Regions from separate parts of the Zea mays genome. Here region 1 is linked to region 2. Evidence: chromatin contacts called from public Hi-C data. All regions are on one chromosome and are shown on one strand. Each heading gives the region's core, a stretch centred on a gene start, on an enhancer-like site or on the middle of the called end of the contact. The rest is flanking DNA. Distances are from core to core; before and after follow the strand shown.

The links. A called contact is a pair of places that touch in the nucleus more often than the background predicts.
Region 1: a Hi-C map of root tip shows a contact between it and region 2, with 3 times the contacts expected there. The contact joins two enhancer-like sites. A contact is called at or near these places in 2 of 25 Hi-C or Micro-C datasets (endosperm and root tip).

Annotation. Positions count from the first base shown.
Region 1 is chr1:240,714,247-240,721,266 of Zm-B73-REFERENCE-NAM-5.0, forward strand. It overlaps LOC100126928, which reads right to left. Exons shown (of 26, transcript NM_001367427.1): 3 at 6,792-6,854; 4 at 6,619-6,714; 5 at 6,422-6,514; 6 at 5,937-6,127; 7 at 5,618-5,855; 8 at 4,451-4,546; 9 at 1,180-1,260; 10 at 587-1,045; 11 at 180-463; 12 at 20-107. Among protein-coding and RNA genes, the nearest start is that of LOC100126928, 5.8 kb to the right of the region's middle. Within about 2 kb of position 1,710, at least 2 of the 20 cell types and tissues checked have an H3K27ac peak or open chromatin away from gene starts, as enhancers often do. A contact at or near this core is called in root tip, where this site is marked.
Region 2 is chr1:240,542,050-240,549,173 of Zm-B73-REFERENCE-NAM-5.0, forward strand. LOC100191864 reads right to left here. Exons shown (of 10, transcript NM_001367159.1): 5 at 6,247-6,336. Among protein-coding and RNA genes, the nearest start is that of LOC100191864, 20 kb to the right of the region's middle. Within about 2 kb of position 1,927, at least 1 of the 20 cell types and tissues checked has an H3K27ac peak or open chromatin away from gene starts, as enhancers often do. A contact at or near this core is called in root tip, where this site is marked.

The DNA of each region.
Region 1 (7,020 bases), core at 460-2,959, 170 kb after region 2:
AGACTGAAAGATCACAAACCTTCTCCATTGCAATTTTACGCTTTGTTTCTTCACCAAGTTCTGTATCATCCATAATTCTTCTAATACTCTTCTTCATTTTTTGCTTGCTGATAACATGTTCAAGGAATGACCAGGAGCTAACTTTGGCATGCTAAATGAATTAGGGGAAAAGATCATACCTAACAGGACCATTATTCTCTGATCCAGAAAGCTCTGCATTGCTAGTCTCTGAATCGGAAGATTCCACACCACTGAGGGCCTTGTCACATTCAGAAATTAAGAGCTCTAGTTGACTGGGTACACAGCAGCAACACTGCCAACCAGTGGCTTTAGCTTCTGATAAGCATTCTTCACCTAAATTCCTTGACAAGCAATTTGTACAGAAAAGAAGCTTACAAGAACTACAACTTTGAATCAGTTCACTTTGTGCACACCAAGTGCAATAACTACCAGATACAGGATCCTGCCCAAATGTGAACAGCATCAAGAAATTATTAATGCCCAGTTCATGACATCAATAGTCAGACCTAATCTTGTATAAAGTTCAAATGTATCTACTATTATACTTAAGGAGGTAAGCATTCACCTCAAGGCGATTCTTCTCTATCACAAGAAATCTGCATGATCCACAAACAACAACATCCAAGACAGGGTGGCGATGCACATCAGAGGCATTCAGCATTTCAGAGCAAATAGTACATTTGAAAGTTTTATGCAAACTTTTATTAGGGAGCTTAGGGCTTGGGAAGAGATCAAGATCAATGATATCAACCACTTTTTCAAATTCTGTTGAACTACCTTCACCATCCTTTTGTAAAGCTTGTTTGCTATCTATCTGCATATCATCATCGCTTTCAACTATCACAGTTTTCAATCTCTTCTCATTATCATCATCTTCACATGTATGCTTCAATATCTCAATAGAAACTTTGTTTTCATCAGTTTTGAGTTTTTTAGATGAAGGACAGTCACTTTTAGCACCTAAAACGCCATTTTCTGGTAGAGGAGGCTTCTCGTCACATGATGAGACCAAACCAAAGTTCTCCTGGAAACAGGAAAGGCTGGATTAAATGAAAGCAATTCACCCAATAAATCAAAGACCAATCAATAATGCATATTTATAACAAATTTAGTTGACAAAAAAACAGAGTTTGAAACCATTTAACTTTAAGTAATTACCTTACACCAGTCTCTCATCCTTTTTCCTTTCAAACGGCGCTGCAGGCACTTCATTATTTTTGCGTCATCCTCTTCCCTTACCTATATTAAGGGTAGAATTTAGTTTACGATTAAAGGAACTGCACAAAGGAATCCCCTATCAAGAAAAGCTTATCTTTTGCTACTAGGAAGTATGAACCCAACAGCTAAACAGAAGCAGTGAGTTATTGGTGGTAAATTGACGAATGGATAGAAGGTTTTGAATGATATGTGGGCGACGAGAACATTATGAAGATGAAAGGGACCGGGAAGGACCGAATCACATACAAAGGTGACCTAGAGAATGTTCCTGTTACCCACAATGATAGATGAAGAATGACACGAGAGAGAGGGGTGAGAAGAAGTATACCAGCGTCTGGAGCGGTGTGGTAGGAAGCACTAAAATCAGCAACCCAGTCAACGAAGGCAGGGGGCCAGGGTCATTATACTGAAGGAGTTGGCCAGAGACTGCGATCCCATCCACCAGACCACGGGTTCCAGGACGGAACGAGTGGAGGCAAGGGAAGTAGTGGTGCGGTGGATGAGGTGCCAGAGGAGCGGGGGAAAGGGGCCGGAAGGATAACTCGGGTTGGGCAGCGTCAATTGAGCAGGCTAGGGCCAAGGTGGGTGTGGAGGTCCACCCGGGGATAGTCCGGGCCACATGGAGATGTGGCCGGTCCACGGGTTGTAGGGAGAGGGCGAAGGAGTGTCGCCCTGGCCACGCCCACACACGAGGCCACCCTTCCGCTAACGGCGACCACCACCCCCTGACCCCGCACTCCACTTGGGACTGCACAGAGAGTCGAACGCCGAAGGGGTAGACGAGTGCAACAACGAGCCCCCCAGGGCAAAAGTGAAGGAGGTCGGGCATGAGGGCGGACCCCAAGAGGGGCTGTAGAGAGCAGTAACGACGTCGGAGCAAGGTGGCGGCCCCTTTGTGAGCTCTTCAAGGATGGGGTTATTCCAGACCTTGTGGAAGAGCGGGAATAAGACCTAACGAGTAATCTAGGTGCAGAGGTAATCGTAGCGCTCGTTGAGGCCGCGGGGAACATTGAGGACAAGCGTGGTTGGAGATAGGCTCCACGAGATCACATAGGGTGGCTGCCATGTCTTTCATCTGGCAGCAACACTAGGGGTGCATTTGGTTCAGCTTTTTGAACCTGCTTCTGCTTTGAAAAGCAGAAGCTGAACCAAAGGGGTTTAGCTTTTCTGCAGCTGCTTTGAAAAAGCAGCTTTTCTGTAGTACAAATTTGAAAGCAGTCTGGACCCTGCTTTTGTTGTTTATCCAAGTTTGTTATATTAATAAACAGATGTGACAAATAGAAACTAAAATATGTTTTAAAGTTATTAAGTGTTATAATAAATGAAATAAAAAATAATAAAAATAGAATTATAAAATTAATGTATTTATAAAAATATCAGGAACACAAATATAAAATTGATTTTTAAATTAGATATATTGATTAAGAGATAGTTGGACAAAGTACATATAAATAATATAAATTTGATTATAGTGAACAACTCACAGCAGATTGAACCAAACGACTTTCAGCTTTTTTCTCACAGTAGCTTTTCACAGCTGAACCAAACGCACCCTAGGTGACGGAGAGGTCCCCTAGACGAAGGTCCGAAAAGCGACGTTGAGGTGGAGGGCACAAGCCTTACGATTGCTAAGGAATTGCACCTCGATGGCAACCCAGGCCTGACGGGCAGTGCCACCACGATCATAAATGACGTATGTAGCTCGAGTGGTCGTCCTGAAGATCTAGGAGAGGACCATACTATCCATCTACCACCAAGATGAGATAGTGAGGGACTGAGGGACACCGCGTCGGTGAGAACGTGCTCGTCCAAGGCATGGCGTTGCAGCGTAAGGAGGACAAGGTCGCACCAGTGAACATAGGTGGAAGTCGCGTCGAGGAGGATGGGGACTAGAGAGCGGATGTTCAAACACCCATCATCTTGGCATGAAGGTTGGTGACAACGGCGACCTCGTACATCAAGGGAGGGTCCACGACAGGGGGCAGGGGGAGGCTCGAGGCAAGGAGAGCCAAGCAGATGGCGCTCAGCCTTGGCAAGCTAGCTAGGCAGCTGGCAAGGGCATCTGTTGCAGTGTGTTCGGGTTCCCAAGGGAAGACAACAACATGTTCACGCTCCCAAGCATCAACCACAGTTGTCGTAGCAGTTGTGAGGGTCACGGCCAAGGTGGAGCAAGCTACCGCAACATCGGTGCGAGGAGAACAGCCGGTGGAGGTGCGAAGAGTGGAGAGGGCCCAAGGATGGCACCCGACACGGGGCAACAAGAGACAGGCCAAGGCCAGCCAGGCCCAAGCCAAGAGCCGCCACGCCATGGCCCTGGCCAACGGCACCCAGGCCAAGGTGAGCTAGACCAGGGCGGCCATGGCGGTGCCTGTGGCAGGCAAGGAGGGCAGCGACCCGCGCTACGCAGAGAGGGTGGTGGCCCCGCGTCGGCCACGGCGATGAAAGAAGAGTGGGCGTGACAGCGGCTAGAGACGCCCAACGAAAAGAGAGGCGAGGGGGAAAGAGGACGTGGAGACTCGTCGGCCATGGCGCCCGCGTAGTCGACTAGGAGGTTGGGCGCGCCGGTGGCCTGCAGACCACGAGGCGGTTGCGCTAGGGAGGGGAGGGGAGGGAAGGAGAAAGAGGCTGACTTTGATACCATGCTGAGGAGTAGAAAACCCCTAGCCTCTAGAGAATTAGAGTTACATGGGTTGGGCTCAAGGCCCATAACACTTAGAAGGAATACAATAGTCTAACACTGCGTCATATAAAACAAGGGTGGTTTAAGGAGAAGAGGTTATTTGCTCTGATTCTGAGGGTCAAGGAGTCCAAACAAGATAGCTTGTTTTGAATAGACGAATGTATAAGTGCAGTGTTAACAAATCTTGCATCTCCTTTCTACAGTATTCATTAAGGCCTGATATATGATTCGAATTGGGACTATAAATAGCATGTTGGCGCCACTGCAATGTGGCAAAAATCTTAGACATGGCTGCCAACGGTACAAAAAGCGATGTATGAAACAAAGAAACTGTTAGACTACAACCTATGATACTGAGGCATTCATATACTGGGAATCAACAATAATGTGAGAATAAAAGATAGATATAACACATACCCAAGCTCTAAAGCAGAAACAAAAGGTGCACGTGCTGCAATTAAGCATAGGATCACAAGACAAAAATATGTTTGCAGTTTTAACTAAAGCCGAGCTAAAGTAGTCTCAGCTGACCTTTCTGTATTTCCTTCTCTGTTCCTCAGAAAGCTCTACTTCATCTACACCTTTTATATCATCAAAAACACCATCAACTTCAGATATCTCCTCTACCTACAGAATCATAGCAATATAATACTCCCTCTGTACCAAATTATAGTTCGTTTTAGGGCAAATACACATTCATTCAATAAGCTATGAATGTAGTTTGTTTATATGTCTATATTCATTATCATTAATTTTAACGTGGGCAGAAAAAAGGAAGGCTAAAAACAACTATATTTTGGGACGGAGGGAGTAACAAAGATTTAGAAGGAAGAATCATGGACGGACAGCAGATTAAAAAAAATCTTACAATGCCAGTTATCTAAGAGTATAACATGAATAAAGATGTACTCCCTCCATTGCAAATTATAAGATGGTTTGTCTTTTCTAGATACATCTTGTTGTGTACCTAGATATAGTGTATATCTAAGTGCATAGCAAAAACAACGGATCTAGAAAATCCAAAATGTCTTATAATTTGGAATGGAGGGAGTAACTGAAAAGCATTCTCTATTTATTTGTTCAATACACTTCAACTTCCACGGTAGTGACTATTGACAAGTACTTGTCTTTCTAAAAAATGTAAAAATACAGCTCTCATTATCTACTAACACAGTACATGGTACTGCAATAAATAACAAATACTTCCAAATTCAGCATGGTTTATCTTGCAGTAACATTATTTTTAACAAAATACACTTGATGTGCACACCATTGTGAAGAGATGAAAAGCAGGACTGTACAAAGATTTCGGTGACATTCTTTTAAAAGATGCAAGATTGAAATACTAAAACTGGCCAATTCAACCATGGTCGATCACCTAGGCATTATGCACATGAGAGTTGACAATACAATAGACAGTCACATCTCATTACAAAAATAAAGTTATTGTGCATTATCCTAGTCTTGTCCAATACCTTTGTCCTAACATTGCAGGAAGACAACATTTCAACACAGGGTGGGGTTAGGATTCTCCCCTCTGTTATTCTTCAAAGATAACATACAAAAGTAAATTAAAAACATGTTTCTAAAATTAAGAGAAGAGGGTAGGATAAGATTACAAGAATTCCATGAATGAGACTAATAAATAGTCTAATTGTTGTATCACAGATATGAGAAAGTAATGGGTTGAAGTGGCACCTCATCAACTCCAGGAAACTGGAGACCTAATGCGGCTGCTTCCTGGGGGGTACTTGCAAGATAAACTGATGCCCAGTTACTGCTACCAAATGTATTCTCAGCACTCTCCTTAGATTTAATAAGTTCATTGAAAGAGCTCCAACTTTTCTCATGACACTTAACAGAATCATCATCCCCAACAGGAACTTTCCCAGCAAGAAAACCACTAGCACCTTCCTCCAGCAACCTCCCATGTTTTCTGATTGAAGAAGGTAAGGGCATAAAGCAAAGCTGCATCTCATACGATATACACACCAAAAAAATGTAGCCCCAACATTACCTCCGTACAGGTCTGCAAGACTGGAGGTATTCATCGGCCTTTTTAATGGATTGGGTAGCTTCTTCAGGCACTTGAGAACCAGCCCAATGTGTCCTGCTCTTCCATGCTTCAGTTTGACAAACATTTGGAACTTGACTTTCAATTGTCTTATAGAGTCTGGGAAGTTCAATTCCAGCAGCATCAAGTTGTTCCTGCATCATATAAAAAATACAAATTTATCTTCAGCCATGCAAAGCGACCATTTTCTTTGTGCTTAGCAAAGCAAAGCAAGTCCCCCAAAAGAATTATACAAAGAACTCCAAAGATACCAGAAATGTAAGTGACATTATCCATAAAAAAGAAAGACAGGTTGATTTAGTTCAGCACTAGATTTCCATATGCATTTATATAGCAAAGAATTTAGGAAATCGATCTGAGACAACACGTGCAAATGGCAGTTAGTAAATGTAACATGGACACACAAAAATTACAAGGGAAAACATTACCAGAAGAATAGAACTACGGATCTCTAGATCATCAAGTTCATTTTCCCATTGCATCTGGAATTGCTCCATCTCAGTTGACACAGCTGATTCTAACTATTTAAATTAAAGCAATATATCAGTGCACACTGCACAGAGAGAGAAACAATTGAGAATTACAATTTACAGATTACGAAATAAATATGAACACGTTTGAAAACCTCATCCCCTTGAAGCCTCTCAGATAACTCCAATCTTACTTCAGTTTCAATTTTGTCCAGTGACTCTTTTTCAAGTGACTCTTGTGCTTGAGCTGCCTAAAAGTTGCCACAAACACGATCAGTCAAATGAGAAAAAAAAATGTGCATAAAATATAAAAGATTATATAGGTTACTTTGCTCTCGACTTCAAGGAATTCAACAACCAATTCTTCAACTTCTTCCTCAGTCAGAGGTACCTGTTAGACAGTCAAATTTGAAAAAAAAAAAGATTTGTCAAATACTATTTTACCTTGAAATAGAAAGTACTAAATTTCTGCCCATCAAGATTTTAAACTGCTAAGAAAAAACTACAATGTAATTGATATTGAGAAAAAACCACCAGATTGGTTAAGTGTATATCCT
Region 2 (7,124 bases), core at 677-3,176:
CATGACAATCAATATTGATCCGATCCGAGTGTAGTTTTGAGCACTTGAGCTAGCGCTATAGTAGTTGTGTTTGAATTTTTTAGTCAATGATAGTAGAATTATGTTCATCCTGGCAATAATGGACTAATGGTTAATTTCGGATATCCAACGGATTACCCGCGGGTGAGATCTAATATCCAAATCCATGCCCACTTTATCTCGGATCGGATACGGGTCTTACCCGCGGGTCAAAAAACATATCCATATCCTTATCCGTCGGGTCGGATATCCGACGGATATCCAAATCCACGGATTAAATTGCCATCCCTAAGCTAGATGATAGTGCTAATAAGTTATTACAACTGGATTAACAGCTAGATGGCAGCGAGTTACAGCTATATTACTCTAATCCCTTTATCCTTCTTCTTGCCCTCTTGTTATCTTGGCTGGATCTATGCATCAGTGGAGTTGTGACAATCTGCCCTCCCCCCCTTGAGAGCTTGCTTGACCCCAAGCAAGGGCCTTTGGGAATCTGTTCTTGGCCACATTGAAATCCTCCCAAGTACCACATGATGATGGAAGCCCAGACCATCTGAGTAGCACTTGGACCACAGTCGCGTTGCCTTTCTTGACAATTCTGCGATCCAAGATCTCTACCGGAGCCAGAGTTCCCTGTCCAAATCCATTGGCTGAGGAAGAGTATCAAAGACCAGAGTATAGTTAGGAACAAAGGGTTTGAGTTGGGAAACATGGAAGACATGGTGGATCTGAGCTTCTGGTGGTAGATCCAAGCGATAAGCAGCTGGCCCAATTTTCTCGGTCACTGTGTAAGGCCCAAAATACTTGAATGCTAATTTGGGATAAGGTCTATTGACCACAGAATGTTGAGCATAAGGATGGAGCTTGAGCAACACCTGTTCCCCTACCTGAAACTCCCTGGGAACCCTCTTTTTATCTGCAAAATGCTTATACCTCTGCTGAGCTCTAGCCAAAGTGGCCTTCAACATCTCACTATGCTCAGCTCTGTGTTGTACAAACTGGACAACTCCCTCATCCTCCTACCCAATGACTAAAGGAACTCCAAGGACAGATGCTTCATAGCCATAAAGGGCCTGGAAAGGTGAACAACCTAATGATGAGTGGAAAGAGGTGTTATACCATAATCCGGCTAATGATAGCCAAGACTTCCATATCTGAGGGTTGGAGTGTACAGCACATCTGAGATACATCTCCAAACACTGATTAACTCTCTCACTCTGACCATCTGTCTGAGGTTGATAGGCTATGCTTAAAGCAAGCCTGATATCCAAGAGTTTGAACAAATGTTTCCAAAAAACACTTGTAAAAATCTTGTCCCTATCAGACACCACTGTTTTGGGCACTCCATGCAGCTTGACTACTGAGTCTACCATGATTTGGGCCACTCCCTGAGCAGTGAAAGGGTGCTTTAAGGGAAAGAAGTGGGCATACTTGGTGAATCGATCTACCACCACCAAGATAGTATCATATCCTTCTGACTTGGGTAACTTCTCAATGAAGTCCATAGTTAGGTCTTGCCAAGCTCCTGCAGGCACATGCAATGGGTGAAGTAACCCAGAAGGATACTGCTTGGGACTTTTGGCCTGCTGACAAACTCCACATTGTTTCACAAACAATTCCACGTCAATTTTCAGGCCTGACCAATAGAACAACTTTTTAACTCTGTGGTAAGTAGCAGTGATTCCAGAATGACCACCCAATGATGAATCATGTAAAGCTACAATGATTTTGGTTCTGAGGGCTGAATTCTCCCCTACCCAAATTTGGTGGTCTTTCCTGATCACTCCCTGATGTAGAGAGTAGCCATCTTCATCAGGACTCTGTACTACCAACTTCTGTAATAGCTGTTGGGCCTGTACATCTATGGCATAAGAGTTCAAAATTTCTTGAAGCCAAACTGGTTGTACTTCAGAAACTAGTGCTAAAGTCATGGCTGCTCCCACCCTAGACAAAGCATCTGCCACCACATTCTCTTTACCCTTCTTGTAAACTATTTTGAACTGGAGACCCATGAGCTTAGCCATAGCTTTTCTTTGTAATTCAGACTGAAGTTGCTGTTCTCCCAAAAAAGAAAGAGACTGATGATCTGTCATAATAGTGAAAGGAGACCTTTGCAGATAAGGCATCCACCTGTCTACTGCCATAATTAAGGCTAGAAATTCCTTCTCATAAATGGATAGTTGCTTATTATTCATACCCAGGGCCTTACTCAAGAAAGCCAATGGTTTGTGCTCCTGCATAAGGACAGCTCCTATGCCTTCATCACATGCATCAGTCTCAACCACAAAAGGTATCTCAAACCTTGGTAAGGCCAGGTGTTTGAGTCATGGCCTGCTTCAGATTTTCAAAAGCCATTTGAGCTTCAACTGTCCAAAGCCATACCTTCTTGCCTTGAAGTAATACTGTCAAGGGCTTTGCCAAAGTGCCATAATGCCTTACAAACTTCCTGTAATATCCAGTCAAACCTTGGAAGCCTCTTAACTCAGTGACAGAAGTAGGCACAGACCACCTGACCATGGCGTCAGTTTTGGATGGATCAGTAGCAACCCCTTCCTTAGAAATAATATGGCCCAAATATTGCAACTCTGCCTGAGCAAACACACATTTCTTCCTTTTGAGATAAAACTGGTGGTGCCTTAACACATTGAAAACTTGCTTCAAATGTTGAACATGATCTTGCAGTGTAGGGCTGTAAATGAGAATGTCATCAATAAAAACCAGCACAAACTTCTAAGAAAGTGTTCTAGAATAGAGTTCATGGCACACTGAAAGGTGGTAGGAGCATTTGTTAACCCAAATGGCATTACTCTGAATTGATAATGCCCATGATGGGTTTTAAAAGCTGTCTTGTGCTCATCTTCCTCTCCCATCCTAATTTGATGGTACCCAGCTGTCATATCCAAACTGGAAAAATATTGTGCCTGCTAATTCATCTAAAATCTCATCCACCAAAGGCATTGGAAACCTATTCTTCATTGTCATATCATTGAGTTTCCTGTAATCTATGCAAAACCTTCATGTTCCATCTTTCTTCTGTACCAGTAATACTGGAGAAGCAAAAGAGCTCACACTTGGAACAATCAAGCCTGCTTTGAGCAACTCTGCCACTTGTCTCTCTATCTCATCTTTGTGTAGTGGAGAATATCTATATGGTCTGGCATTCACTGGAACTGACCCTGGCAGCAAAGGTATATAGTGGTCAAACACCCTTTTAGGAGGTAGGGTTGTATGCTGAGAGAATAAATCCTGAAATTCTGTGAGTAGTGCTGCTAACTGCTCCTTCACCTTTTCTTTCCTTTGCACAACCTGTTCCAGCAGCACAAAAGCCCAAACATCATTCCCTTTTAACCATTTCTGTACCTGAACAGCATGCACTTGAGGAATTTTTGTGACCTTAGCACAATTTCCTTGTATCTGGACCCACTGTCCCTGATAATAAAACTCCAAAGTCTTTTTATCCCAATCACAATTCATAGGACTATGGGCCCTCAACCAGTCAAATCCCAAAATGGAATCATATACTCCAATGTCCAAAACTCTCATAGGAAAGACAAAGGTATGCCCTCCAGTCCACCACTTTACTTCCCTTACTCTCCGAGTGCTTACCATAATATCCCCACTAGCCACCTTTATCTTCACTAGGTCACATTCTTCCACCTCCAACCTTAGCTTCTCCACCATCTGCTTGCTAATAAAGATGGTAGAACTTCCAGAATCAACCAACATTAATAACATCTGATGCTGAACCAATGCTCTGAGTCTGATACACTGAGAATCATCAGCCCCACTAATAGCATGAAGAGACAGCTTCAGTTCCTCTTCTTCCTGTTTCTCCTCTTGCTCTATCTACTCCAACACTTCAGGAGTTAATACCTTCTCCATGTCCTCAGGAGCTAGAACATGTAACTGGACTGTATTTCCTCTCTGACACCTTGCCTGATGACCAGGTTCAAACTTCTCTCCACAAGTGAAACATAGACCATTTGCTCTTCTATACTCCTTTAGTTGTCTCTCCTTACTCCATCCTCCTGCCTCTACTCCTTTACCTTCTGCTCTATTTCCTCCCCCCAATCTACCAACAACATGCTGCTTGGGAAACTTCATTCCTCCCTTGTCAACAATAGCAGGGAGCTGAGACATAACTGCATACTAAATTTCATTCTTCAGTCCTCTGACAAACTGATTGACATAAAATATTTCATCCATCATAGGATTATGAACAGCAGTAGCATATCTTACTTCTTCAAACTCCTTCACATATTCTTCTACTCCCCTTTTTGCCTTATACTCAATAATTTCCTCATGGCTCTTGGGTATTCCTCAGCTCCAAATTTGTCTAATACAAGCCTAGACAAATTCCTCCAATCTCCCAACCCCTGCTTCAATCTGACCACCTGCAACCATCGTGCTGCAGTACCTTCAAAATTCAGAGACACCATAGTGGACTTCATGAAATCAGGGACTCAATAAAGGTTGAAATAATCTTCACATTGTATGATCCAAATGGCTGGTTCCGTTCCTCCAAACTTTGGGAAGGCATCTTCGGTATATGCTGCTGCAACTGTTCCCCATCTCTGTCTAGTCACCCAGAACTCTCCTCTCTACCTCTGTGAGTTCTATCTCGTCTATTCTAGGGATTTCTTCTATCTCTTTCTACTGCTTCTTCAGAATCATTCCCATAACGATCCATGTACCTTGCCATGGCTTCCAAACGAAGAAGAGAAACAGTCTTACCGTTCTCCTCCATTTGCTTGCAAAGCAACGTCCTCTCTTCTTCCATGGCATCCACCTTCCTGTCAGCTTCTCGATGGCCAGCGTCATCTTCTCCCAGCGTGCTTCAGCCTGCTTTGCTTCCATGGTGATAGCCTCGATTACCAACCGGGGCTGTGCCGACGGCTTAACTGAAGGTGCCATGATGAATAAAATTCTGAGCACCTCCCTTCCTTCAAACTTGTGTCACACCGTCTTCCCGCCAACTTCTCCTCCGAGGATACAATAGCTTTGATACCAATTGTGAGGAACCCTGGTCTAGGGTTTTGCCCACCCTTGGATCTGCACCCAGGTATGGCTTTCCCTCTCCCTAGGGTTCATCCAACATGAGGTTTCCCCCTTGGCCGAATCAAACAAGAACCCTAAATCACACAGGTATGTGGTGGTAGCTTGATTTCTGTTATTTCCGTTCATCCCTTCATTACAAGTGCTCAGATTTATAGAAGCCCCTAAGCGGGTCTAACTTCTAATCAATTACTACAGCTGGATTAACAGCTAGATGACAGTGCTAATCAGTTATTACAGTTGGATTAGCAGCTAGATGACAGCGAGTTACAGTTGTATTACTCTAATCCTTTTATCCTTCTTGCCCTCTTGTTATCTTGGCTGGATCTATGCATAAGTGGTGGAATCGTGACACGGGAGGCCATCGTACGCGGTGACGATGGCGCCAGGGGTGGGCGGCGCGCCGGCAACAGGGAGAGCGGCGCCAGGAACGGGTGGCGCGCACGCGCCGGCGGGTGCAGAGGCCCAACGGCGAGGAGGGAGAGCTCGGCCATAGAGGAGATGCCGGCGGCACCGTCAGTGGAGAGAGTGGGAGGGATGGAAGGAGGCTAGATACTGAAACCCTACACCTAATATGTGTTGAGAATATAGTATAGAAATACATAGTTACGCTAACACTTAATGCACCAAACCTTTTTCTAAGAAAAGTGGAAAGTACTCGGCACAAATAATATACAAGAAATAAGAAGTCTCCAAAGGACAAGAAATTACCAGTACTCAGCCTCAAAAGTAAAGGAAAAGAAGAAATACGCCAGGAAAAGAAGAAATACGCCAAAAGTCCGAAACCTAGATTTTGAATTAGCTTCCTTTATAGGACGGCAAAGTACAGAAGGTTGAAAAAATCTTCTCTCTTAATCATGAACTGCATCTTGATTTTGGATATAAAATGCTATCGTTCCAAGTTCAGAGTTATTCTTTTTAAGTTGATGAATAGAAATTTATTGCAAAATAAATATGTTGTTCAAGACCTGTCTGGTTCATATTGTTACACAACAGTCTGGTTCATATTATCGCACAATAAAGTTAAAGAGTATTCACCATATAAGCATACTGAGGCAATACTGTTTAGTTTACTTGATAGTTGCATGGAAACTGAAGAGATTGATAAGTGCAAGTATTGACGTATTGTGGTAAAAGGTGGAAAGTAATTAGCCCAAACATGATTGAACTTACGTATTGTTTTGAGATAGGTTGTGCATCAACAGTTCCGGTATGATTGAAATTTGCTGGTGAGATATGTCTGGATGAACTAGATCTGGCTTCCTGCAGCATAAGGTCATCATACACATACAGCAAATGCCAATACTAACACATGTAGTAAGTTGAGAGGTGCATAATAAACTTATAAGACTGAATAGGCAGATTGAGACAATAGTGTTTGAGACACCATGCCATTAAGAAAAAAAACATGCCTAAGATCAAATTTCAAGTTCACCTCCCATGGATTTCTAAATTTCTTATGTACATGTATATTTGGTGTAAATCAGTAAAAACATGAATTTACAAATACAAAATCCATGCACAGCACTGTTCTTAAGGCGTCGCCTAGGCAACGCCTAGGCGTCCAGGCGGAGGTCTAACGCCTAGTCGCCTTGCCCGCTTACCTCGCCTAGGCGTCCAGGCGGTGGTCCAACGCCTTGGACCGCCTTACCGCTTTAAAAACCATGATGCACAGTACCATTTGTAAATATGCATTTGACATCAGACATGCAAATTTGCTAGGAACACCGAACACGTAACTTGAAAATGAAATACTCCATTCCAAATTATAAGACGTTTTTGGCTTTTTTAGATGCATAGCTTTTGCTATGACATAGATATACACTATGGCTAGATACATAGTAAAAGCATTTTTTCTCGAACGCGTAGGAGAGTTACGCATCATTATATTAAGAAGAAAAGGTCCAAAATAGACATGGACAATGACCACCAAATAAAGGTGGTTACAAAGTTTGCTAAGGGGCTGTTACACAGATGACTATATAAAAGACGACCAGGCCTGAACTCCCCCTGAGTTAAGGCCACAAACCTTTCAGCCATGCAGCCCCAGC